Linked DNA regions of Mus musculus: regions 1, 2 and 4 are each linked to region 3. A link is a contact called in public HiChIP or PLAC-seq data. All regions are on one chromosome and are shown on one strand. Each heading gives the region's core, a stretch centred on a gene start, on an enhancer-like site or on the middle of the called end of the contact. The rest is flanking DNA. Distances are from core to core; before and after follow the strand shown.

Region 1 (3,236 bases), core at 80-2,579, 190 kb before region 3:
CGTAGTAAAAAAAAAATTTAAAAATTAAAAAAACAAAAAAACAAAAAAAACTTAGCAGCAGGCTAGATAAACTTTCCAGTAACTGTGAACGCAATCAGGCAAAAAAGCAAAAGCCTCCATCTCTCATATTGTGCTCCCACCAGAAGGCGTGGCCCAGATTTAGGACAGGTCTTCCCACTTTAAATGATCCAATAAAGAAAACACCTCACAGGCATGCCCAGTTGCTTGGGTTTTAGTCAATCCCAGATGTAGTAAAATTGACAACCAAGACCACCAACCACACCCTCCATTTTGCAGATGCATAAATTGGAGCTCAGAGAACATAAAGACCCGCCTTGGGTAAGTAAGGGGTAGCCTGGGTTTCCATCCTATCTGTGCCTGGCTGCCATGGGAATGGATAGATGATGAGATTAGGTGCCCCGTGTGTTCTGTGCCCAGGGCAGAGAGGCCAACAAGGTGGATCCCAGGGCCTATATAATCTTCATCAACAGAAGGACAGACTGGCAGGGACCCTGGCTCTGCCTCATGGAAGCCTGAAGCCCAGAGTTTGCATCTCTCCTGGTGAGCAGAGGAGAGCTCCCCTGGGGCTGGGGTAGATATAACACAAGCTTCTTCCCGGAAGTGTGGGGCCCGGCACGGGGCCCTCATTGGGACAGGTGGCTTCATTCCTGGGCCTGTCAGAGCTCTGGAGTAGGAATCTGCCTTCCCTCCCTTCTAGGAAAACGCCCTCTTGCTTTGGAGGACTCTAATTGCCGTCACCACCAGCATCGTGGTGGCGACCTTTCTGAAAACTGTCCTGTGCTTTTATAGCAAGAAGAACTTGCCACAAAATGGATCCGATGGCACCAGGAATGAAGCCACCTGCCCCATGAAGGGCTCTGTGCGAGGACACACATTTCCTGGAAGAAGTCTTTCCTATATACACCCCACCCCCAGGGGAGCTCTTCCCTGTTCGCCACAAAGATGCAGACTTGATGCTCCATGCTGGTATCCATGAGACAGAGCCTGGGTCCTTGTCAGTCTGTGCTGTTGATGAAGATTGTGCATCCCCTGGGATCTACCTTGCTGGCCTCTCTGTCTGGGGCACAGAGCACACGAGCCATCTACTCATGACTACCCCCAGGGCGGGGTGGGACCACAGCTTCAGGAATGTTCAGCGTACCATCCACCCTAGGCCCCTGTACTCTTAGCTGCTTCAGCCCAGCATCCTCCTGTTTCCTCTTCCGATGCTGGTCCCCACCAGCCTTCTTTCCTGTCTCTCTCCTGCTCATACTGGAGCCCAGCCAGAGCTTCCCACAAACCTCACGGTACAGCAATACTTGCTGCATAAATAGTAAGTGGTGAGTCACAAAACACGGTATCTATAGAAGACCTATTGTTTGCAGGCATTGAACACCAGGGACAAACCAGGTGAAATATCTCTGTTAGAAGAAACAAAACCACAGGAACACTTGGTGGGTCTTAAGTAGGACAACAACGAGTAGGTTGAGGGGTGTAGGACAAGCTGCTGTTGCAGTTGCAAGTCCTGTGGGTTTGCCAGTTCCTAGAAGCAGAACAGTGAAGAGGTTTTGGGGATTTGCCCTAGAACAGGCAAGGGAGTGGGAGGAACCATCTTTATTCAGCCTGGTAGCGGGAGCTCTGGGCATTCTATATACATACTCTGCCTTGAAATCTTCTGTCACACTACAACAAGTACAGTGGCCTGCTCCCCAATCTAGTAACAGTATCATCTTCTCCAAGAGAGACAGCTCCTTTTGCCCTTTAATTGGATGAGAGCCAGGCCAGGCAGACTGTTTCTAAGTGAACTGGCTTATTACACTGCACATAAAACCGGAAGAAGCAAAAACATATAACAGGAGGAATAGATGAAAATACCAGACAAACCAGGTGGTAGAAAGTCACCTGAGAACAGAACACTAGCAAGGAAAATAATAGCTTGTGCCCACAAAAGAAACTGCCAAAGTGGCTCAAGAGACCACCCTTCAAGGTGATTCCTATGGGTAGGAGTGTCGCCATAGTGCCAAGGATAGAGATGGAGAAGTTCACTGGGGCAGGGTCTCGGGTCAGGCACTCAGTCTGACGGTGTTTGTATTTATAGCCATAGAAAGTATTATCTGAGCTCTTGGATGTCCATTTCAGGGGAAAGGCCCAGGTACGGACAGTGTCATTTACATATGGATGCACAGTTGCCAATGTGGCTGTCAGCCAGTTGTCAGGGTGACTATTAGCCACCCATTTGGCTCCGTTAGAGCTTTTGTTAGAAGTTCAAGATGGAGTTGGTGCTGTCAAAGCATGATCTCATTAATCATAATTAGAATACCAATTTGCTCCGTATCACAAGAACCACATCACAGCAAAGGACATGTCTCAAGGCTTCTACAACCCTGTGTTAGTCAACTGGCGGCCGTGGACTGTCTAGACCTGGAATAGAAAGGAAGTGGACTCTCTCAGCAAAGCAGCTGACCTTCCATAAAACAATGCACAGGACTAGAGGGAAGCAGGTGTGAGGAGTGCCCAGTATGGCTGAAGAGTGTCTCTATGAAGTGACCTTTGAAGAAGGAGAGGGGAAAAGAAGCGCAAGAAGTGTCCAGTGAGGGGCTGGTGAGATGGCTCAGCAGGTAAGAGCACCCAACTGCTCTTCCGAAGGTCCTGAGTTCAAATCCTAGCAAACACAAGGTGACTCACAACCATCCATAAGGAGATCTGACTCCCTCTTCTGGAGTGTCTGAAGACAGCTACAGTGTACTTACATATAATAAATAAATAATTCTTTAAAGATGGGAGGTAATCTTTTTTAAAAAGAAGTGTCTAGTGAAGTATCTTTGAGAGAATGGCCAGTGCCAGAGCCCTGGGGTCACTGAAATAGCATCTGGCAGATTAATGCCTGGGAGGAGAATGAAGGGGGCGGGGGTTAGGGGGACATAGGATGTGTTCATGCACAGCTCTATATATCGCTGCAAGGCCCATCATCTTACTCTGGGAAAGTTAGGAGGCACTGAAGACACTTCAGCTGAGGGATGACATGGTCATGACATCAAGTGACTAGAAAGCTGCATCCCCAGGGGTACTGCTCCTCGGTGGGCAACTGACCATCAGGTCTTTCACCCCCTACTCCCATCCAACCCAAGCCTGCAGGCAGAGGGGCCCATCATCTCTTCTATCTGAGGCAAGAGAAGCAGGAGCAACAGAGGAGGGGAGGAGTGGGAGAGAACCACTGGGCTCAGCCTGGCCCTTGG
Region 2 (3,168 bases), core at 441-2,940, 170 kb before region 3:
GATGTCTCTGCTCACTCTAAGGCTTCATGGTAATACAAAAGAAAACTACACATGTAATTAGACATCTTGCTTTGACTTTTGCGGGAGGCTCTTTCACAGCCTGGCTATTGAACAGTATGACACAGACTTGGGACAGTGGGCAGAAGCAGGAACTGCAGTCGCTGGCCAGCTTCACAGTCACAGAAGAAACTAGCTACACCACAACACATGTTGCTAAACTAGGTCAGGTATACTGATTTTGCATATTGACTTAATAAACAGGTTTATTTGGACTTGATCACTGTTTTGTGATAGACAATACTACTAGCTCCACTCTACATGGGGGTTAGGGGTGGGTGGGTGGAGACTGTGACCCAGAGAACTGATGTCACCCACTTTAGGTTGAGCTTAAAAAACACACAGAATTCACATAGGCAATTTGGCTCCAATCAGCTTCTATTGAGACCTACTATGTGCTGTGACAAAAATCACCACACAGAATCAATATTTGGGGACATGTGTGATGGTATTTATGCTACGTTCAAAACCAATTTCCGGTTTTTCCTCAGAAGCCGTTGTGGGTGGTGGGAATGACACAGGACTATTTGAATCTCTTTTGTCAATATTCTTTATACCTGCCAAAGAGAACATTCTGCGACCATACAAGAAGACGCTGTTCTCAGCACAATACCTCCTATTATCACTGAATCAATGGCTCCAGGCTTGGGGCAAGAGCATTGTGTCTTTTTTTAAGGAAAGAAAAAAGTTAGATCCTTTGAGGTTCCTAAGCATGCTGATAGGGTTTTCAGTCTATTGTGAGGTGTGGTTCCTCCTGCCCTATTACGATCCTGCACATTACAAGGCTGCTGTGGACTCAGTGAAAAGAAAGACAAAGCTGTATGCACCATTGGGTGAGGTTTTGAGTCTCCCTTCACAGTGTTCAGTAAGAGCAGTGGGGTGGGGGTGGGGTGGGGATGTCGTCATCAGGTCAGCAGGCATGCTGGGTGGGCAGGGCTGATGCTCTTCCTACAAGCCCTGGGAATCAAGGTTGCTGCTTCTAATGGCACCAAAGCATGCTGTTTTAGAGCACCGATTCCTGGCCCACAAATTCTGGGCTTCAACTCCGAGGGCCACTGCACATGGGCTCTGTGACCTTAGGTCCATTGCCTAATCTCTCTATGCTTTCTTCCCTGGGTGGTATGAGGAATATAGAAATTCACGCAGTGCAGTCACCCTCCAGTGCCAGGAAAGACTGAATCCAGGACCTCTGTGAATACTAAATTCCATGGGACTTCAGGTGCCTCACATAAAATGGCATAGTATTTCCATATAATCCCTGCACATCCTACCATATACTTCAAATCACCTTCAGATTACTTATAAAGGACACTGCCTGTTCTGTAAGTAGCTGCTGATACACTGTTCTGTGAGGGATAATAACAAGAATAGAAGTCCGTGCACATTCAGGGCAGATACAGTTTTTGTCGTTTTGTTTTTCTGGTGCTGGGGCTCCCTTTGTGGATATCACTGACCTGAGGCTGGTTGAGCCCATGGAGGTAGGACCTACAGACACAGGTGGCTTCATGGCTACAGGGACTGGCATCATACCCAGCAAGAGCCAAGGCTTTGTGTACACCAGCCATAACTACTCCAACTTCAGATAACTCACAAAGCCAGACGTTCAGAAACTCGGAAGTCATGGGGCAGTGTGGGATTTCACTTCCCCACTAAACATACCAGTTTCTAAAAATGGTGTTGCGGTGGCCTTCGGGGACACAAAGCAGCAAGATGACTCTCCCTTCTCTCAGCCCAATCACATCCATCATAAGAATCCCCTGGGACCCATGGCTCACTGTTCCAGGATCATAACCTCTGTTAAGCAGCCCAGCTGTTCTCTGATGACAGGGAAGCCAGCGTCTCTGAGAACAGAGCCTGGCTCCTTTTGCTTCTCCTCCTGTCCCAGCATATCCTTCTACATGGCCCCTTCTTCCCCTGACCTGAGCTGGGCCACACACTGGGATGCATGTGTCTATACTTCATCCCTAGAGCAGCTCCCGGGCTTGTTCTCCACCATCCTCAGATACCTGCCAGGGTTCCACATACGCATATCTATAGTACTCCCTACTCCAAGTTCAGAATTAACATCCTGGTCTTACTTTCCCTGGAAACCCTCACCCTCCAGAGTTCCCAGCTGAGGTGAGGAACCACCTAGGCCTAAGGCTCAGGAGGCCTGTAGGCCTCTCCTTGAGAGCCATTATTAAATGTCTGACCAAGGTCTTCCCACCTGGAACCTAGGAAAAACTGCAAACCAAGTCATAGCCAATCTCCCCTCTGAAGGTTTTTTGTTTTTCATCTTTAAACAAAATAATCTGTGTTAAAATATATAATATGTACCACTAAATTTTGGGACAAAAAAAATTAAAACCCTCAAAAACGCAATGAAAAAGTCATTGATAGTATTAGTATAGTGCTTCCTTCATTATTAGGACCAAGTAGCTGACAAGAAATGTAAACAAGGGTTATTTGTGTTCACATGGTTCAGTGGGTACAGCACAACGGGTGGGCATGGCTGTCAGTGATGGTGGGAATTTACAAGGGAAGTTGGTTCAGCTCTTGACAAATCAGGTAGCAAAATGCTTGGTCAGGAAACACAGAGCTTAGCCCAAAGCAGTGTTCAGGCTAGCAGTGGGTCTAGAAGAAGCAGTGCTCAGCTATGGTCCCCAAAGTCCAGCCCCACTGACTCAACTCTACCATCATACTTCCTACCTCAGAGGTTCTATAGCCTCCAAAACCAAAATCATCAGCCGGGGACCAAGTGTTCCAACACTAGACCTATGAGGGCACTTCAGAACCTAACAGGAAGTTGCCACCTTCCAGAGTTTATTGATAGACACATGAGCTTCATCCACACTTACAGAAACTAGCCATCCAGCCCCATCTCCAGCTGGCAACACTAAATGTGGAGTCGTGACTTGTAATTCAGATACATAGGTCAATGGAGTGGACAGGCATAGAACCCAACCGTGGAAAACACTATGTATCAACTGGGCAAGGATGTGGTGTCCTGTTGTCTGTCCAAATACCTGATGAGATGCTGTAGTGAAGGTATTATCTGGATGTGACTTAGCATCTCAATCAGTCTCTGAAGTGGAAACGCCTAGTTCTTTGGAAAGTTAGATGTTTTGCTGG
Region 3 (2,823 bases), core at 160-2,659:
GAAGCTGGTGATATGCTATGAAGCAGTCACTTAGCTGGTCAACGGTGGAAATGCTAAATGGTTTAGCTATTTCAGAAGATAGATGAATAGGCATTTGAGAAATTGATGCCAAAGGCTGAAAATAGCCCAAAAAGGTAAGCAGTATTTCAAAAAGCTACAGGAACATGTGCTTCGGAATACTGCCCAAGGAAAATAATTAAAGGGGAATCACTATTGATACAAGCAATGGTCTCGGTGAATCCTCTTAGGATTATACTAAATGAAAACAAAATAGCAAAATACTAGAGCCAGTAGGACTGTTCAGTGGGTAAAGGTGCCTGCTACCAAGTCGGAATTCAATTATGCCCCAAAGCCACATGGTGGAAAGAGAAAACCAAGCCCTGCCATTGTTCTATGATCCCCACATGTGCATCATAATATGTATGTACTCATACACCCAAACACACACAAATGTAATACAGAATTTTAAAATGTTATTCCAAAGTGCAGCCTGATTCCATCTATTTTAAAAGTCTTGATACATTTCTAGCAATGCGAACAAGTTTGTGGTTGCCAGAGGCTGAGCACAGGGTGGGACGGTGAACAAGGTTGCTTGGGGTGGACCTGTTCTGTATCTTGACTCTATTAGTAGTCTGTTTTCTGCTTACCATAGCTTTTTTTGTGTTGTAGCTCTTCAAGACTGGGGCAAATTGAGTTACAGGTACATGAATCTGCATTATTTCCTCCAGTTATTTATTAATTTACAAATATCCCAAAATAAAAAGTCCAAAATAACAAGTAAGGAACAGCTGTCCCCAAAAATGTAAATAATAGTCTAAGCAAAAAGCAGAAGGCTAAGAATGAACAGTGCCCTGCAGGTGCACAGTACGGTTGTTCTGGCTCCGTCTTAGCACATCAGGCTCTTAGAATCAAAGTTTTCCTTTCAGTCACTTAGCTGCAGCACTGCAGCACACTGCAGGAGGAGGGAGGCCTTCACGCATGCAAGAACACAGTTCTTGCAGTTTCGGTTTTGCTTTTCTCAGAGGGTCAACTTCATGCGAGTTTTCATAACCATGACTACATGTGGCCAAAAATCTCAAAGCACTTTTGTTTAACTGTCAAAAACGTTTAAAAATATTTATTCGGACGGTTTATTAACATGTTAATTCCTTTACGTAATTCCTTACAGTAAAGGAAAAGGCTCTAGAATATTCGTGGTCAAGAGAAGACTTAACGACAGAGGAGGAGAAAGTCTCCGTCTCTGAAAGTAGATCAAACTGAATCTTATTTTGATCTTAGTTTGCTTAGTTTAACAGCCTTTCTGCCCGGGTCCCGGCATTGGTTGTGGTTACAGGCGCTGGGTGGCACTCTCAGGGGGCGGGCCTTGGCTCTCCGCGGCCGTGGCAGAGCTGGCACGACGAGTTCCCAGGGTGTCACCCCTGGGCGAACTGCGAGGCCTGCCCACTCCCACTGCGCAGTGGCCGCTCGTCCGATGCAGTGTGCGGCGGCTCCTTCCCGGGAAACGAGACAGGGGGGCAGCGCTACGGATGGTCCCCGCCTCCTCCGCCCGCTCCGCCCTGTTCCCTCCCCGGAGCCCACCCGAGCCCAGGCGCGGCCGGCCGTAGACACAGCCAGCTCCTGATCCCGGACCGCGAGCGGTAGCGCCCTCCCTCCCAGCTGTTGTCCCGCCCGATCCGCGACCCTAGTCCCCGGATCCCCTTGCTGAGAGTCACCGTACTCCAGGGCCAACTGAGCCAAAGTCCTGCCAACTTGGTAAGTCATGGGGGTTGGCGCCCGCAGGCTCTGTAACCAGCTGAGGAAATGTAAGGCTGCTGTGGAAGAGCTCTGGCTGAAACTCCAGGGGAGAGACCCCCGCCTCCCACCCCTCACCCAGAGTGTCAGATGCAGCCCTAGTTCAGAGATCAGCGGAATCAAGATCCCAGTGTGATCTAAGGCCTGCGTTTTCAGCCCGCCTGCCTGCAACTTAAAGTGTAGCAAATCCAGACACCCAGACTATTCGACAAATTAATTCTGTCGGAATGTCTAAACTATTGCTTCAGAGCTCCCTTGGTGATTCCAATGTGCACGTAGGGTTAGGAGTCTGAGACCAATGGGCAGGCAGCCTTCAAAAGAAAGTGCCTGCTGACCTGGACCTTCCTGAGCGCGTGCTGCAGACAGGCTGGCTGCTTCCAGGAACCTCCTATGGTCCTGGAGCCAAAGGAGAACTTCCCTTGAGTTTCATGGGATACAAAAGAAGGAAGCAAGACAATGCTTGCTTGGCAGAGTTGCCCGAATATCAAACTGAAAAAAAGTCCTCGAGTGTGCAGTGTTTTCATAGACTGTAAAAAGCATAAAAGTGGACAGACTGCAAAGCACCTTTGTTATTTGCCTAAGTTATTGGTGTTCGAAATTGCCTCGGGAGGCCAGAGAACCCTTGACAAGTGCCCTCCATCCTTTAAGGGTGAAGCCAAAGGTATAGAATGGAGTCTGATTGCCTTCCTAAAAGCAGCCTTCCTGCTTTAGATGTTAAGGATACCTGGAGTGTATGGGTAACTTCCAGGACATCTGTTGGAGAGGAGAGGTTCCTCTGTTGTACCTGGGAGCAGAGATCTGTGTGGTAGTTGTGATCCAGGAGCCACTGGAAAACAGACAGGTATGCTGGCCAGGAGAGAGGCAGACTAAAAACCCAAGGCAGAGAGGTGGGAGAGGGAGGACCCTTGCAAAGGTCACAAGAGTTTTGTTTTTATTGAACATACACCCAGTAAACCTGGTTCCAATCTTTGATTCTGTCACTTGAGTGATGTGATTGGCTGCAAGTTCAAAATGATCCCTTCGAGCCTCTCT
Region 4 (3,235 bases), core at 442-2,941, 140 kb after region 3:
TGGTTGCTGGGATTTGAACTCCTGACCTTCGGAAGAGCAGTCGGGTGCTCTTACCCACTGAGCCATCTCACCTGCCCCCAAGTATCAATTTTATTGGTAAGAATTAACTCTTCTGCTATATATTTCTATACAAGAACACAATACTACACAGCTATTTATAGAAATACTATGCACAGACTATGGTACTAGCCTCTCATAAAGTATCCTCTTGATTTTCAACTTTTCCTTACTCCTATTAAACAAAAATGTACAAAAGAGTGAGACATACATAGCTCTATATAGTAAATAATTTAATTTATGAAATTCAACATCATATGATTTATGTATAAAAAAAACCTAAAATCCCACATCAAAAACAGCCATACAAACATATCTCTATGACTTCAAGGTCAGCCTGGTCTACACATGCTAGCCAAGGACACTTGCTACTTAGTGAGACCCTGGTCTAAGAAAAAAAGGAAAAGAGGGGGTGGGAAGTAATGATCTTTTCTTCTTCAATTATAGGAACAAATTTATAAATAACATTTTAATTTAAACTCATAAGCCTGTGTCTATTAAAGATCAATACAGTGAACCTCATTCATAAAACCTTATTTTATAACCCAATGGTATGAGAAGATATATTTGAACTATGTACACACAAAAAACCTTCTATGTATCTACATTAGACAGAGAACCAGAATGCAATATAAAATAAATGTGCAGCTAAAAAATGAGCAAAGCTGATAAATAGGCAGTGCAAAAACATACAAACATGGCTAGCAATGAGAAAAACACACAGACATGGCTAGCAATAAGAAAAACACACAGACATGGCTAGCAATGAGAAAAACACAGACATGGCTAGCAATGAGCACATGGAAATGATTATTTTCACTAGTACTCAAAAAATGCAAGTGAAAAGGTTTTATCAGCAAAACAGGGAAAATAGTTTTCTAAAAAGAAGAAAACTAACAGTAAAGTTAGCAGAAATCATATTAGTGGCACAGAATAAATTAGTATGCCCTTAGGGAGGGTTGATGTCTAATGAAAATTAAGTTGTGCATTCTGTTTAAATAGAAAATTTTATTTCTTGGTAATTGTTGTATAATAAATAAAGAACCTGTCAGGGTTTTTTGTTGTTGTTGTTGTTGTTGTTGTTGTGTTGTTGTTGTTGTTTTTAGTTTTAGTTTAGTGATTGAACCACACCCGACTTCATGTTTCAGAGACATTTAGAGTAGAAGCTAGAAAGGACTCCTGGTGACTGGAGAATGTAGCTCTGAGTCAGCCCCAAGCTCCAGCGAAGCTGGATGAAGGTTAGAGTCAGTAAATGGACTGGCAAATTTCCAATTAATCATGTCCATATAATGAAATCCAAATAAGTGATGTGGCTAGCAAGACTTGGACGAGCTCTCTGGTGCAGGCACACAGAGCGTGTGTTCTGTGGGAGCCACAGTCCCGGGAGGCAGGTGTAGGAGTGGGCAACTCTCAGAGAGGGAGGGCTCCATTTTGCTGGCCCTGTTCTAATTTTCATAATCAAGCTGCAATAGTAATGGCCGAGTTCTCCTGAGCTGTGTACATCAGTGCTGAGTTACCAAACCTGAGAAGTTCAGGATGGGAGCCCAGCCTGTTAGCCCAGCTGCTCTGGAAGCTAGAACTCGATCATCACAAGTCTGAGGCTTGCCTAGGCAACTTAATGTGATCTTATCGCAAACAGTGAGGGAGCTGGTGTTCCAGAGCACTTGCTTGGCATACAGGAAGCCTTGGACTCAATGCCAGTACTGGGAAATAACCAAAAAACCTGAGAAGTAGTGGCCTGGGAAGCCCTGAAGCATGGCTTGCATATGAATGCAGCTTTCTTGAATCTAACACTAATCTTAGGTGATTGATACCTCACTCTATTATACCTACTGCTGTCAAAACAGCATCCATACTGGAAGAGTTTGTGCATGTACAAAGACATAGTCAGTGATACTTATTACAATACTGGAAAGAGCTCAGCAGGAGAGCACTTGACGACTAGCACATGCAAGGTCCTACTTAATCTCTAACAGACACAAAAACTAGAACGTTCCTAGATGCTCAGTAACAGGAAAGATTTAAGGAGCTACAGTGCCTATGTATCATAGAAATGTAAACACAAAATGGCTAACAACAAGAGTTGGGTTTATATGCTCTCACAGAAAAATCCCCTAAACACATTAAACAGAAAAGTGGGTTTCAAAACTGTCTGAGGTTGCCAATTAAAGACTGTACTGCTGAGAAGAGACGCCATGGCAAGGCAACTCTCTTAAAAGGAGTAAAAGGAGGCATTTAACTAGGGCTGGCTTACAGTTTGGGGAGCAGAGGGCGTAAAGAGCGAGCTCTGACAGGTCTCTCTCCACTGTGTGTGTTCTGGGGACCAAACTCAGGTTGTCAGGTTTGGCAGCAAGTACTCTCTTATCAATAGATCCATCTCACAGTTCCCAAAATAAAATATATAAGTTAATATACAAAATTAATCTAATGACACAATGAAAAACTAGTACTCAGTCTTTGGAAGGCATGTAAATGAGTGATAATTTTCACATAAAATCAGAAAAGCAGAGGCAGACTCAGCCTCTTTGGAGTGAAGGTCTGTCCAAAGGGCAGCACTGCCCAGGTGAGGCAAGAAGCGGTAAGCCCGCCCACAAGAATTGGTAAGGACCCGCCCAGAGGGGCTCCTGGGCTTTGGATGGCCAGGAAGTCCCAGTTCTACTAGAGATGCTGTGTTTAGAGGTACCTTCCTGGACCATGACAACACAATGGTCAAAGGCAAAGAGACATTTGATACTGAATCCGAGGGAAAAAAAAACAAAAACAACTTTTTCTCTTTAAAAACAACAACAACAAAAAAATCTTTCTTGCTATGCTCCTGTAACATGGGAATAAAAAGCTATGTCTTGGGGCTGGAGAGATGGCTTAGTGGTTAAGAGCACTTATTACTTATTAATCTTGTAGACAATTTTGAGTTTAGTTCCACAGTCTGAGTTTGGTTCCACAGTCTCCCACAACTCCAGTTCCAAGGGATATATATGACACCCTCTTCTTGCTTCAGCAGGCACCAGGCATTCTTTCATAGATACAGGCCAGCCATTCACACACATAAAATTAAAAGTAAGGCTTAAAAAACAAGCATGTCTCCCAGAGCTAGAGAAACAGCTCTGAGGTCAAGAGCGCCTACTCAGATCAGGAGGTCCCAGTTTGGATCCCAAGATCCACAGACAAAGCAGGCATC

The links. HiChIP or PLAC-seq counts read pairs in DNA pulled down with a chosen protein or histone mark.
Region 1: a contact with region 3 is called in a FOXA1 HiChIP or PLAC-seq map of pancreatic cancer cells. The contact joins the enhancer-like site here to the promoter of Nod1 in region 3. A contact is called at or near these places in 8 of 39 promoter capture datasets (cranial neural crest, embryonic stem cells, frontonasal cranial neural crest and 3 more), 2 of 484 Hi-C or Micro-C datasets (Th2 cells and epidermal suprabasal cells), 5 of 115 datasets of contacts at active chromatin or transcription factors (bone marrow-derived macrophages, embryonic stem cells and pancreatic cancer cells) and 5 of 9 other capture datasets (adipose tissue, embryonic stem cells, liver and 2 more).
Region 2: a contact with region 3 is called in an H3K27ac HiChIP or PLAC-seq map of microglia, with 5 times the contacts expected there. The contact joins the enhancer-like site here to the promoter of Nod1 in region 3. A contact is called at or near these places in 10 of 39 promoter capture datasets (the 3T3-L1 cell line, 3T3-L1-derived adipocytes, cranial neural crest and 6 more), 1 of 484 Hi-C or Micro-C datasets (Th2 cells), 4 of 115 datasets of contacts at active chromatin or transcription factors (bone marrow-derived macrophages, embryonic stem cells, microglia and 1 more) and 3 of 9 other capture datasets (adipose tissue, embryonic stem cells and pancreatic islet).
Region 4: a contact with region 3 is called in an HNF4G HiChIP or PLAC-seq map of pancreatic cancer cells. The contact joins the enhancer-like site here to the promoter of Nod1 in region 3. A contact is called at or near these places in 1 of 39 promoter capture datasets (macrophages), 1 of 15 datasets of contacts at CTCF or cohesin (CD8 T cells), 7 of 484 Hi-C or Micro-C datasets (CD8 T cells, Th17 cells, beige adipocytes and 4 more), 5 of 115 datasets of contacts at active chromatin or transcription factors (the SCID.adh cell line, bone marrow-derived macrophages, craniofacial prominence and 2 more) and 3 of 9 other capture datasets (adipose tissue, liver and pancreatic islet).

Annotation. Positions count from the first base shown.
Region 1 is chr6:55,159,739-55,162,974 of GRCm38.p6, reverse strand. All of the region lies in intron 1 of Gm34358 (a long non-coding RNA gene), which reads right to left. Among named protein-coding and RNA genes, the nearest start is that of Gm34358, 6.9 kb to the right of the region's middle. Within about 2 kb of position 1,329, at least 17 of the 459 cell types and tissues checked have an H3K27ac peak or open chromatin away from gene starts, as enhancers often do. A contact at or near this core is called in pancreatic cancer cells, where this site is marked.
Region 2 is chr6:55,144,098-55,147,265 of GRCm38.p6, reverse strand. No RefSeq gene overlaps it. Among named protein-coding and RNA genes, the nearest start is that of Gm34358, 8.7 kb to the left of the region's middle. Within about 2 kb of position 1,690, at least 20 of the 459 cell types and tissues checked have an H3K27ac peak or open chromatin away from gene starts, as enhancers often do. A contact at or near this core is called in microglia, where this site is marked.
Region 3 is chr6:54,971,198-54,974,020 of GRCm38.p6, reverse strand. It overlaps Nod1 (nucleotide-binding oligomerization domain containing 1), which reads left to right and starts at 1,409. Exons shown (of 12, transcript NM_172729.3): 1 at 1,409-1,752.
Region 4 is chr6:54,829,652-54,832,886 of GRCm38.p6, reverse strand. All of the region lies in intron 1 of Znrf2 (zinc and ring finger 2), which reads right to left. Among named protein-coding and RNA genes, the nearest start is that of Znrf2, 14 kb to the right of the region's middle. Within about 2 kb of position 1,691, at least 53 of the 459 cell types and tissues checked have an H3K27ac peak or open chromatin away from gene starts, as enhancers often do. A contact at or near this core is called in CD8 T cells, pancreatic cancer cells, pancreatic islet and 1 more, where this site is marked.